2 separate regions of the Mus musculus genome follow, and region 2 is linked to region 1. The links are chromatin contacts, called in public Hi-C maps. All regions are on one chromosome and are shown on one strand. The core of a region is the stretch at or near the end of the contact, and the rest is flanking DNA. Distances in the headings are between cores, read along the strand shown.

Evidence for each region. Hi-C and Micro-C count contacts between places; a contact is called where the count stands out from the background.
Region 2: a Hi-C map of cortical neurons shows a contact between it and region 1, with 1.8 times the contacts expected there. The contact joins two enhancer-like sites. A contact is called at or near these places in 1 of 15 datasets of contacts at CTCF or cohesin (CD8 T cells), 19 of 484 Hi-C or Micro-C datasets (CD4 T cells, CD8 T cells, the HPC-5 cell line and 13 more) and 13 of 115 datasets of contacts at active chromatin or transcription factors (CD8 T cells, DN3 thymocytes, bone marrow-derived dendritic cells and 10 more).

Annotation. Positions count from the first base shown.
Region 1 is chr6:142,864,438-142,870,543 of GRCm38.p6, reverse strand. St8sia1 (ST8 alpha-N-acetyl-neuraminide alpha-2,8-sialyltransferase 1) reads left to right here. Exons shown (of 5, transcript NM_011374.2): 4 at 2,598-2,690. Among named protein-coding and RNA genes, the nearest start is that of Gm7457, 53 kb to the right of the region's middle. Within about 2 kb of position 2,818, at least 160 of the 459 cell types and tissues checked have an H3K27ac peak or open chromatin away from gene starts, as enhancers often do. A contact at or near this core is called in CD8 T cells, Th1 cells, brain and 7 more, where this site is marked.
Region 2 is chr6:142,947,327-142,952,676 of GRCm38.p6, reverse strand. The region is part of intron 1 of St8sia1 (ST8 alpha-N-acetyl-neuraminide alpha-2,8-sialyltransferase 1); the gene reads left to right. Among named protein-coding and RNA genes, the nearest start is that of St8sia1, 14 kb to the left of the region's middle. Within about 2 kb of position 3,391, at least 78 of the 459 cell types and tissues checked have an H3K27ac peak or open chromatin away from gene starts, as enhancers often do. A contact at or near this core is called in CD8 T cells, Th1 cells, brain and 7 more, where this site is marked.

The DNA of each region.
Region 1 (6,106 bases), core at 1,569-4,068:
CATACTGTGGCCAGATGCAGCCTCGTATTGATGTCTGAGTCCATTCTTCCACACGACTCCCCAGGAAGCCATGTGGAGTGTGATATCACCATGAGCTTGGAGATGATGCCTCAGGAGAGGGCTTGGTGACCAGCAACTCCTCTGCTTTCTCTGGTGTCTACTGCTTCCTTCCAGTGAGCATGACTGACCTGTGTGTGTTTACCAGAAAATGCAGTTTTTTATTACCCATACACAGATGAAAGGGAGATTTTAAATCAATGTGGAGACAGTTCCACCCCATTGGCCTGTTGTGGCTGGAGTCATAAGGCTCAAAAGAAAAAGGAACTGGGGATGGGGGCAGATCAGCTGACAGGTGGGTGGGCAGTTTCATCTCCCAAGGCACATCCATCAGTAGAGAAAATGTAACAGCTCACAGAGACCACGGTATTTGTAAAAACAACCTTTTCTATAAATAAACGATACAAGTTAGACATGCCTTGATGTGGCAGGAGTCAAGTCAGACATGTGGCTGGAGAGGAGAGAACTTACACTGTATACAAAAATCAGATTTCTGACATGATAGTTTTGAACTCTCTCTCTCTCTCTCTCTTTTTTATTTTTTTGGCATTAGAATAGAGACTTTCAGCTGAGGTTTCTTAGTCCTTACTATGGCTCAGGAAGAAAAGCAAAGTCATTGTCTTAGTTTCAGTTCACGGAGGAACTGTGGCCAGAGAAATGAATGACCCTCCCGATGCCCACAGAAAGTCACAGCTGTGGGTGTGAAATAGCCGTGTTTCCCACTGTATACAGTCCTAGGACATCGTAACCAAGAGAAACGATTAGTGTAGGGATGGAGTTTGGGGGCCCAAGTGGGGTGACTGCTTCCTCTCATGGAGAACACATCTCTTTTGGGGCTGGTAACATGGCTAAGTTGGGAAAGTGTTAACCATACAGGCTTAGGGGTCTGAGTTCCACCCCCCAGCACTCAAACAAAAGCCAGGTACGGAGGCATGGATTTATAGTCCCTGTGCCATGAAGTGGAGACAGGAGGATGCCTGAAGCTCCCTGGCCAGGCGGTACAGCCAATCAGTGAACTGCAAGTTCAGTGAGGGACTTTGCCTCAAAAAATAAGGTGGAAAGTGACAGAGGAAGACAGTTAATGTTGGCTTCTGTTCCCACATGTGTGCACTTGTGTATATTCATGTACATGCACATGTGTGCTAGTGTACACACACACACACTGCTCTCACAGTTTGTTGGGTAATGAGCCCTTGTGTCATCACCCTAACCAACCTATCCCTTGGCTACATACACAAAATATTCATGAGTTAGGTTAGCTGACATACGTGGCCCAGAAAGTGCTGCTATAATGTTAATATTTGGAAAATAAAGAAAACCATGGGTGAGCAGCATAATTCATCAGTGTTTATGTGTAGAGCTTGTGGGTAGTGACATAAGCCCTCTACCTCCTGAGCCCTCACGTCAAATTTAACATACTCTGTCCTGCCGCTTCAAGTGCTGTTTCTTTTTTTTTTTTCATTACTTATAAAGATTTATTTTGTGTGAATTTGCATATGTCTGTGTGAGTTTATAAGCATCACATGTGTATGGGTGCCAGCAGAAACCAGAAGAGGGCATTGGATGTCCTGGAGTTGGATTTATATTTATATTATGGGGTGCCACGTGGGTACTGAGTCCTGGTCTGTTGCAAGAGCAGTTAACACTCCTAAGAGCTGAGCCATTTCTCAAGCACACATTTATTTATTTATTTATTTATTTATTTACTTATTTATTTACTTACTTATTTATTTATGACACAAGGTTTCATGTAGCCCAGGATAACCTCAAATTCACTATGAAATTAAGGTTGCGTGTGAACCGTTACCCTCTTGTCTCTACCTCGCAACTGTAGGATTGCAGGTGTATGACACCACACTTTAAAAACAACAAAACAGATACATTCCTTTCTTTTGGTAGATCAGCTACTTCTGTCACTTCTTCTAAAACAGTGTGCATGCACACAACACACACACACACACACACACACACTTACATACACATATACACACACTTACATACACACATACACACACTCTCACACACACACTTACATACATATATACACACACTTACATACACACATACACACACTCACACACACTTACATACACATATACACACACTTACATACACACATACACACACTCTCACACACACACACACTTACATACACATATACACACACTTACATACACACATACACTCTCACACACACACACACATACACACACTTACATACACATATACACACACTCTCACACACACACACACACACATACACACACTTACATACACACATACACACACTCACACACACACACACACCAAAAAACCAAGAACAAACAAAAACAGCACCAAACCAAACAACCAAGCCACCCCCCCCCCAACATTTGATGATGCTAATGGCTAATTCGTCCACTAAAGTGCAAGAAAAGGGAAAGGGAAAGAAAACAGTTACTTGTAAATCAATCGAGCCAACTTCCCTCTTTGTGTTCTAATCACAGACTTGATTTACAAGTGTGTGAGTCATTCTAAAACATCCCTTTCTGCTTTTCTAGGTGCAACCTGCCTCCCTTGTCAAGTGAGTACACCAGAGATGTCGGTTCCAAAACTCAGTTGGTGACAGCTAACCCCAGCATAATTCGCCAGAGGTAAGACTCCCTGGTTTCTCTTTGTGGGGGGAACCAAAGAGGGAGGTTTGCGACATCATTTGCATCTTAAAGGGAGTGAGCATATTTCAGCCTCTCTGCAGACAAAGAGGGAAGCCATCTGGACAGGCAGGAAGGATGGAGGAGGGAATCGTAAATAAACCAGGCAAGTATTACAGGCATCCGTCCTCATCCTAGGTATTTCATGCTTCCTCTGCGGTTTGGCTTCTCTCTGCTAGAAGTGGCGTGAATGACAGGGGGTTGAATATTTTGCTCAGAGCACAGCACAGCATCCTGCCCACTCATTACTACTCCTATGTCATGCGCTGGCACTGGTCCTACTTTGTGATCAGCCACTGTGAACTGACATGTTGAAACAAAAACAAAGAAATGACCAATTTACCACACGCATGCATCAAGACAGCAATGTCTTCAGAATGTACAAGAATGTGTGGTGATGATAGATTGGTTCTGCTTTGTCAGACCTTCCTTGACAGGTGGAAAATCCTTTTTGAAAAATATTAATTAATTAATTCACATTCTAATTTTAGCTTCCCATCCCTCTTCTCCTCCCTGTCCCTTCCTTCTCCCTCCCCTTCTCCCTGACTTTCCCCCCTCCCCTTCTTTGAGAAGAAGAAGAGGCCTCCCATGGATGTCAACCACACTTGGCCTATCAAGTTGCAGGAGTATTATGCACATATTCTTCTATTGAGGACAGCCCAGTTAGGGGAAAGGGATCCAAAAGCAGGCAATGTAGCCAGAGATAGCCCCGCTCCTGCTTTAGGAGTCCCACATGAAGACCCAACCGCAGGACTGTTACATATGTGCAGAGGGCCTAGGTCCATCCCATGCATGCTCTCTGGTTGACAGACCAGTCTCTATGAGCCCCTATGGGCTCAGGTTAGTTGATTCTGTAGATTTTCTTGTGGTGCCCTTGACCCCTCTGGCTCCTTCAATCCTTCCTCCCCCTTTTCCACAGGATTCTACAAGCTCTGCTTAGTGTTTGGCTGTGGGTCTCTGCATCTGTTTCTGGGTGAAGCCTCTCAGAGGACAGTTATGCTAGTCTGCTGTCTGCAAGCATAACAGAGCATCATTAGCAGTGTCAGGGTGTGCCAAGCTGTCAGGAGTGTCAGGTTCTCTGTCATGGCATGGGTCTCAAGCTGGGCCAGTCATTCTCTTTTGCATTAATTCCAGAAAACGTGGCAGCCATGATGGAAGCATTGGGGTCAGTCTCTAGTTGAGGAAGCGCCCAGGTGAACTCACAGGATTTGACAGGAAGGGGAGCACACAGGCACCCCCTCGAGTCTGACCAAGTGCGCTTCAAACTTGTTTCTTCATGTAGCCTTCAAAATCATTTTTAAGATACCGTCATTTTCTTCATTGTTAGCAGTTTTCCTAGTATTGTTAGCAGGAGTTAAATTGTAGATTTTCGGTTCCTGATGGGTCTCTTACATGCTTTATGTAGACGTTGTCAAAATCTCGGAATGTTTTTGGGTATAACATGTCCTCCTGTGAGAACCGAGGCTCTCTTTGAGGTTTCTTTATTAAGTTAACTTTCTGTCACAGAGCCTGCCTTTTAGATTCAAGTAAGTGTTACCGTGTCACTTTGGAATCCTCTCCCTGACACCTAATTATTCAACATAAGAATAAGGTACTGGGATCTGCCAAGAGCCTGTCCCTTGAATAAGATAAAGGCACAACCTGTTTGCGTTTCTTCTAGAGATAGTTTTGCCCCACCCCCACCCAGAGGCCTCCTCAGAAGTCCTTAGGCAAGCTTCCTTTTGTAGTCTGGAGGTTTCTCTGCAACATCAGACTTGTTTTCATTCCTCATTCCGTTTCTCCCTCACCTCTCATGTGTGTGCATGTGTGTGTTCACGTGTGTGTTCATTCATCTGTGCACATATGTGGAGACCAGAGGCTGACATTGGGTGTATTCCTCAATTATTTTTCCATCTTATTTTCTGAGACCGGGTCTCTAACTAAATTTAGTACTTGCTGATTATCTGGATTGACAGGCAGAGCAACAAAGCCATGGGATCCACACACCTCTGTCTCCGCAAGGTTGGCTGGCCTTACAGGTCCCCACTCCTGGCTCTCACGTAGTGCTGAGACTCAGTTCCTTCTGCTTGGAAACAAGAACTTCACGCGTGATCCGTTTCCCGAATTTCTTAGCAAACATATTATAAACATACTTTTCAAATTTATACTCTGACTTTTAAGGAAAGTAACTTGGTCCTGAAAAGATCAAAGCAGTTTCTTTCTAAAGTTTATGACTTGTGTCTTAGATGGTGTTCCTGAAACTTCTATCCCTTCGGCTGACTTCCTTTTTCTCTTCTCCAAACTCAGGGCAGTGTTTCAGTGCTAGCACCAAGGGTCGGCCGTTCAGTTTGATGTCTGTAGTGTAGCAGGGAATTAGAAAGCGAAACCTAAAACTAGAACAGAACCTAGAGTAGAGATGAGAAAGAAGTAGCCCAGGAGGCTATGAGAGCACGGTGCTTATGTGAGAGGCAATGTTCCACAGTGGTGAATAGCAGAGGTGTCAGGAGCTGGGTATATAGCTCAGTGATAGAGTATTTGCCTCCCACATACGAAGCCTTGGGTTCAATCCCTGGTACCACCAGTAAAGCCAAACTAAATCCTCCACAACTTTCAGCCTTAAACAGACCTGTTCCTGAGCTTGAAACTTCTGTACTCACTCTCTTTGTAGCCTGGGTTATTTAACCTTCTTTCTGTCAATTGAGAATAAAATTATTCATCTCACGACTATTGAGAAACTGAGATGCGGTAACCGAGTTCATGAAGCTTTGCTGATTGGTGACCCAGATTGCTCCTCCAGGTGATCTCCTGTCCTAATACATTCTGGTCTTGGGTTAAACATACTTTAAAATGCATTATTAAACCCATAAGAAAGTCCAAAGGGGAGGTAACCCAATCACAGAAGAACTCACATGATATGTACTCACTGATAAGTGGATATTAGCCCAGAAACTTAGAATACCCAAGATACAGTTTGCAAAACACAAGAAACTCAAGAAGAATGAAGACCAAAGTATGGACACTTCGCCCCTTCTTAGAATTGGGAACAAAACACTCATGGAAGGAGTTACAGAGACAAAGTTTGGAGCTGAGACGAAAGGATGGACCATCTAGAGACTGCCGCACCCGGGGATCCATCCCATAATCAGCCTCCAAACGCAGACACCATTGCATACACCAGCAAGATTTTGCTGAAAGGACCCTGATATAGCTGTCTCTTGTGAGGCTATGCCAGTGCCTGGCAAACACAGAAGTGGATGCTCAGAGTCAGCTATTGGATGGAACACAGGACCCCCAATGGAGGAGCTAGAGAAAGTACCCAAGAGCGGAAGGGGTCTGCAACCCTATAGGTGGAACAACAATATGAACTAATCAGTACCCCC
Region 2 (5,350 bases), core at 2,142-4,641, 82 kb before region 1:
TTACAGCACACAGCCATCACTAGCATCCCACCCCACTCTACCTCCCCTCCCACTTAGCTGTTTTGATGAGTCTCTGCCTTGATTGAATCCTGGTGGGGGAAGAGTCCACCCTCTGCTCACAACCAGTGTTCTTACGTGGAATCCTAGTGTATGCTACCCACAAGAGGCCCTTCTCTTCCTTTCCAGGCCAGGGGTGTCATCTTGGCTTGTCACTGCTCCACTCGTTGTCGGTTGTAGCATCTCTTTCATTTCTGACTCAGCTTTCTTCACAGCCCAGGAATAGAATATTGATCTGGGATGGAGTCTGCTGCTCCTTGCTGTAGACATCCTTGATATTTACGATGGTTGGTTTGGAGCCTCCCATACATCTCCTCCCATGTTTTCCCTCTGCCTATGGAGAAGTGGTAGCCATGATAAGAACATGACACTCCATTGCTGCCCCTGCCTACCTTCTCAGTTTTTCCCTGTGTGTGTCCACTGGGTGCCAGAAGGCCTGCTTCTTCTCTGCCTTGGCCGGCTTACTAACAGGCTGAGAGGAAGCTAGTCTCTAACCGTGATGGTGTTCTTAACTTAAAAAGTCACGGTGGTTTCTGTGAGGCACTCGGAGAAGAGGAAACAGCCTCCTATTTTGATACAGTTACTCACTGAATAAGGGGCTGTATCCTCAAACCTGGTCATTCCAATGCAGAGCCTCATACATAGAGCAAATGCTCTACCACAAAAGGACACCCTGAACAAACAATATGGTGCTCCCTCTTTCCCTCTCCCTCCTCCATCTCTTTCCTCTCTCCTTTTCTCTTCTCTCCGTGACTGTGCCTTGCTGTCTTGCCTTGTGTCATCTCCTACTGTCAGCTCTTTTTTTTGCTGTTTCTCCTATCCCAGGGAGCTCAGGAGTAGATCTTGTCTACCAACAAACTGGGGAACGATGCCTTCCTGGCCAGCTTCCAGATCTGTGTTCTCTTATGTCCTCTCTCTTCTTCAGGAAGGGAAGAATCCACACTCCTCAGCATGCTAGCCACATGAGGATACAGGGCTGGCCTGCTGGTTAGTCTCTATAGTGGCCCTTTTGGGGACCGGGTCATGTAACCAGGTACCTCACCTGCTGCACCTCCAGGATGAAAGCCCACTGAAAACCCTGTGACAAAACGAAAGACCCAGCAAAGACGCTGTGAGATTGTTCCTTGTGTATCAGGTTCCAAGATTTATCACTTGTACACAGTCCAAAAGCTTTTAAAATAGAGATGCAATATGGGAAATTAAGTTCAGATTTAATTAACATTTACCGAGCCCCAATTACGTGTGAGCACCATGGTACAGGCTGTCTGCGCAATGTGTCTGTTGCGCTAACCCCAGATTTTAAGCTTAGTTTTCTAAACAATGATATCTCTAGTAATATAGTTGTTTATTTTTGGTTTCCCTATGTTAATTCTGTTTTATGCATTATATGTTATATGTTGCATTTAACACTCACAAGCACTAAGTGAGGAACATGTTATTGACCCTCTTTCATAGAGAAAAGGCTATACTGTTTGCCCAAGATGGATCTTTAATGGTAGTGACCAGCATTCAAGGAATGTTCAGTGTTGTTCCCTCTGATAAGTTCTGGATGAGTGCTGACAACATCCTGGTGGCTCTGTATTATGACATCATCCTGGTGACCCTGTAGGGTGACATCATCCTGGTGTGTTAGTGGAGAGACTGAAGCCCAAGAAAATGAAGGAACTTAGCTGTTATCCTGTGGGTGAATGGCCTTTCTCCAGGGCTCGGTACCTTCCTTTTTGTAGGAGGTGTTTAGTCTTCACACTGAGGATTTCAGTCTTGTTATTTGTATCTTTTCTTTTGAGATAGGGTCTCACTTTAAAGCCTAAGCTGCTCTACTGCTCACTATGTAGCCCAGGTTGGCTCAGAACTTCGCAGCAATCCTTTCAGCTCCAGCCTCCCCGAGTACCGGGATTCCAGGCAAGAGTCACCACACGAGCTACCACACATTTTGCTGAGACGATGAATCCTAGGTTAAGGTTATAAAGCTGCAGTCCCGGAATGGGAGTTACAGCCCATCTACCCCTTTCACTTTCTCTAAAACCACAGCCTTGAGCCTTCACCAGGCCAGGAAGGGGTCCTCCCTCCTCCATCTGCATCTGCCTGATGTCTGCGTAGTAAAGAATTCACCTGCTCCCTTCAGTGCCTCTATGCTGGCCTTCCTCCTTTTGGCATCGGTGAGACGTGTGCGGTGGAAATACATTATTAACTGTGCTGTGGTCACGGAGCTGAAGCCCGGACTCCTGTGAGAAGCCAGAGTGGCAGAGCTCAGCAGAGAGGTTCTGTGAAACAATTGCTGTGTAACAATGTAGCGTCTGCCATTCCGCTTGGCGGCTGAAAGCCCCAGAGAACTTTCTTTGGGCTTTGGAGCCTGCCTCTGAAATGTCTGTGATAATGTTCGGTGTTATTCAGGAAGGTATCTCAGAGTTGCAGTGCACATGTGTAAAATGAAACCGTGTATTTTTCTAATAAAACTAAAGCTTAATGGAAGGGTGTGAGGCAGTATAGAAGCTCTCTGGATCTTAGCCCTGCCGACCAGTCATGGTAGACTTCCACGTATAGCCTTCTGAATGGTGCCTAGCTAGGATACTTGAGGTGAAATCTACAGGTTTTGCCAGGACGACTGGCATGCGTGAGAGCTATTTTAAGCAAGCAGGGATGTATAATCCTCTTCCTGCAGATGATGTCTGTATCAGCCACATCTATGCTTGTCATCTGTCAGCCAAGCTACTCTATCATCATCCGATCTCTCATTTAGTCAATTATCTATTCATTATCCATCGAGCATCTATTTATCTGTCATCGTTTACCTAGTCATCTGTCAGTTTTCTGTCTGTATCTAGCATCTGTTATCTATCACTGTTTTTCTAGTGTTTATCTATCCTATCTAGCATCCATACGTCTGTTACCTATCACTTATCTAGTTATCTATCACCTATCATTTATCCTCTATCTATAATCGATTAATTATATGTATATCTATCATTTATCATGTATAATTTATCATATATCAGCTATCCTTTATCAGCTATCATGTTTATCAACTATCTGCCTGCCTGCCTGCCTGTCTGTCTGTCTGCCTGTCTGTCTGTCTGCCTGTTTGTCTGCCTACCTGCCTGCCTGTCTGCTTGCCTGCCTTTCTGTCTACCTGTCTATCTATCTACCTGCCTGCCTACCTGTCTATCTGCCTGCCTGCCTGCCTATGGCCTATCATGCATTTATCATTTATCCTGTACTCTGATGCTCAGCCTCCAGGATGGCTCTCAGTTTCCCAGCATCCCTCTCCCTGGTCCTCGTGCCCTGTGTTGTCTTCTCTCATTCTGAGTGTGGGCTGCATTTAGAGACTCACGTCTAAAATAGAACAGAATACTGCAGAGATGATGGGGCATCCCTCCCTCTGAGACTGGGTTAAGAGCAGCCTATGGCTTCATTTGGATGGCCTCTTTCTCTCTGTTGGATTATTGCCCCACTGTGGGCAATCTAAGGAGAAGCCTGTGCAGAAGGAGACTGAGGTCTGGTCAATGGCCAGGGAAGAACTGAGGCCAGCAGCAGCCCTGGATAGGAGCCTAGAAGGGTGTCCCTTGTTTCTGGAGACTGCAGCCCCAGCGAACAGCTTGACTGCAGTGTCACGAGCTGAGCTGAGCTGAGCTGAGCGCAGAACAGAGAGAACATGAGTCCTAAGGGTGGGGGTAACTTGTTACATACCTCTAACAACAGCTGCGAAACAGTTACAGTTTTTTTTATTAAGTTTACTGTTTTATTAAATTGGATTATTAAACATCAAAGCGTGCAGCCAGTCATTTTGATTGCGTTCTCTCCTCTCCCATCAGTGCACGCTCATTAGTATTCCACCCTGCATGGATTTTACAGAGCAAATCAATGGTAGATGTTTTCCCAGGGTTTGGTCTTTGACTACCCTTGCATTTATGTTAATTTTTTTTTCTATAAAGACTTTAGAAATCATCAGAAAATTGATGTCAGCAATTTTTAAATTTTGTGACTATTTATAAATGATTTACTTTTGTTCTTTTTAAATAGTGTATCTATGTGTGGGTATGTCCCCATGAGTGTGGGTACCCACAGAAGCCAGAGGCATCACCGTGCCTGGACCTAGAGATGCAGGCGATTGTGACCTGCCTGACACGGGTTCTGAGAACTAAGCTCAGGGCCTGGCAAGGGCATTACATGCTTTTCACTGCTGACCCATCTCTCCAGACCTTGCTTATGACTTTTAAACCTTTGTGTCCTAAGACATTTTCATCTAGTATTTTTATGATTGGGCTGGTGACCTATCCTCACTATTCAGTTTGGTGCCACCACTAAAATAAAGCCAAACCCAAAGTAGACCCTTCCCAGGGCTGTGAAATGTCTACCATACTTGATGACCCTCTCTATGTGTGAGCCTAATTTAAAAGTGTGACTTTTCTTCCTCAGGTTTCTTCTAGTTTTCATTCAAAACTCAGACTTGTTCAGTTGCTGTGGCCTTACAGTGAAGTTTTAGGATTCTTGTTGCTATTGTTCGTTTGGGATAGTGGCTGGGCCTGGATCTCACTGTGTAGAAAAGGCTGGCCTCTAACTCACAGAAATCTGCTTGTCTCTGCTTCCCAGATGCTGGGCTATTTTAATATCTGATAAGGAACCGCTTACTATTTCTTGTCATAATTTTCTCTTAGGTGCAATTGAGATAGTTTTTCAACTTCACTGAAACTTCTTGAGTTTCAGTAATTTATTCATTCTTACTACAAAATTGAAACTTCTTGCCTGAGCATAAGATATATTTCATTAATATTCAAAGCTTATTTTACTTCCCTACATAGAGTATTCAGGCTTGTTTTTCATAGATTGCCATAGTTCTATGGAGATAACTTTAAAGGTATGTCAAGCCCATCCTTCACTCTTCTGTGACCTCACCACAAAGCACCCTGCTTGCCCTGCAGTGTCTGAGAGGTTGTTGTTTGGATACTAAGGTACTGACAGTTATTTTCATCCAGCTCTCTCATTAGAAGTCTCACAGTAACAGTTTCCTGGCTCGTCCCTTCCAGTTTGCTAGGAATAGACTGATCTGTGTACGTCGTTTGTAAATGGCGATAGTTTCCTCTTTCCTCACAGTTGTTTCTTATGCTTCCCTGTTCTTTAATGAGGACAAGTTTGGTGTTCCCTTCTGCGTTTTTCATGCTGAGTTTCATTACTTTCTCTCCTTACTTGGCTCTCAGTACTCATTGGCTTCTGGCTCTGTGACCCTGAGTCAACGGCTCACTTAAGGAACAGAGTAAAGGTTTCAGAGGCAGAGAAGGGCTGAGCAAGGGTTCAA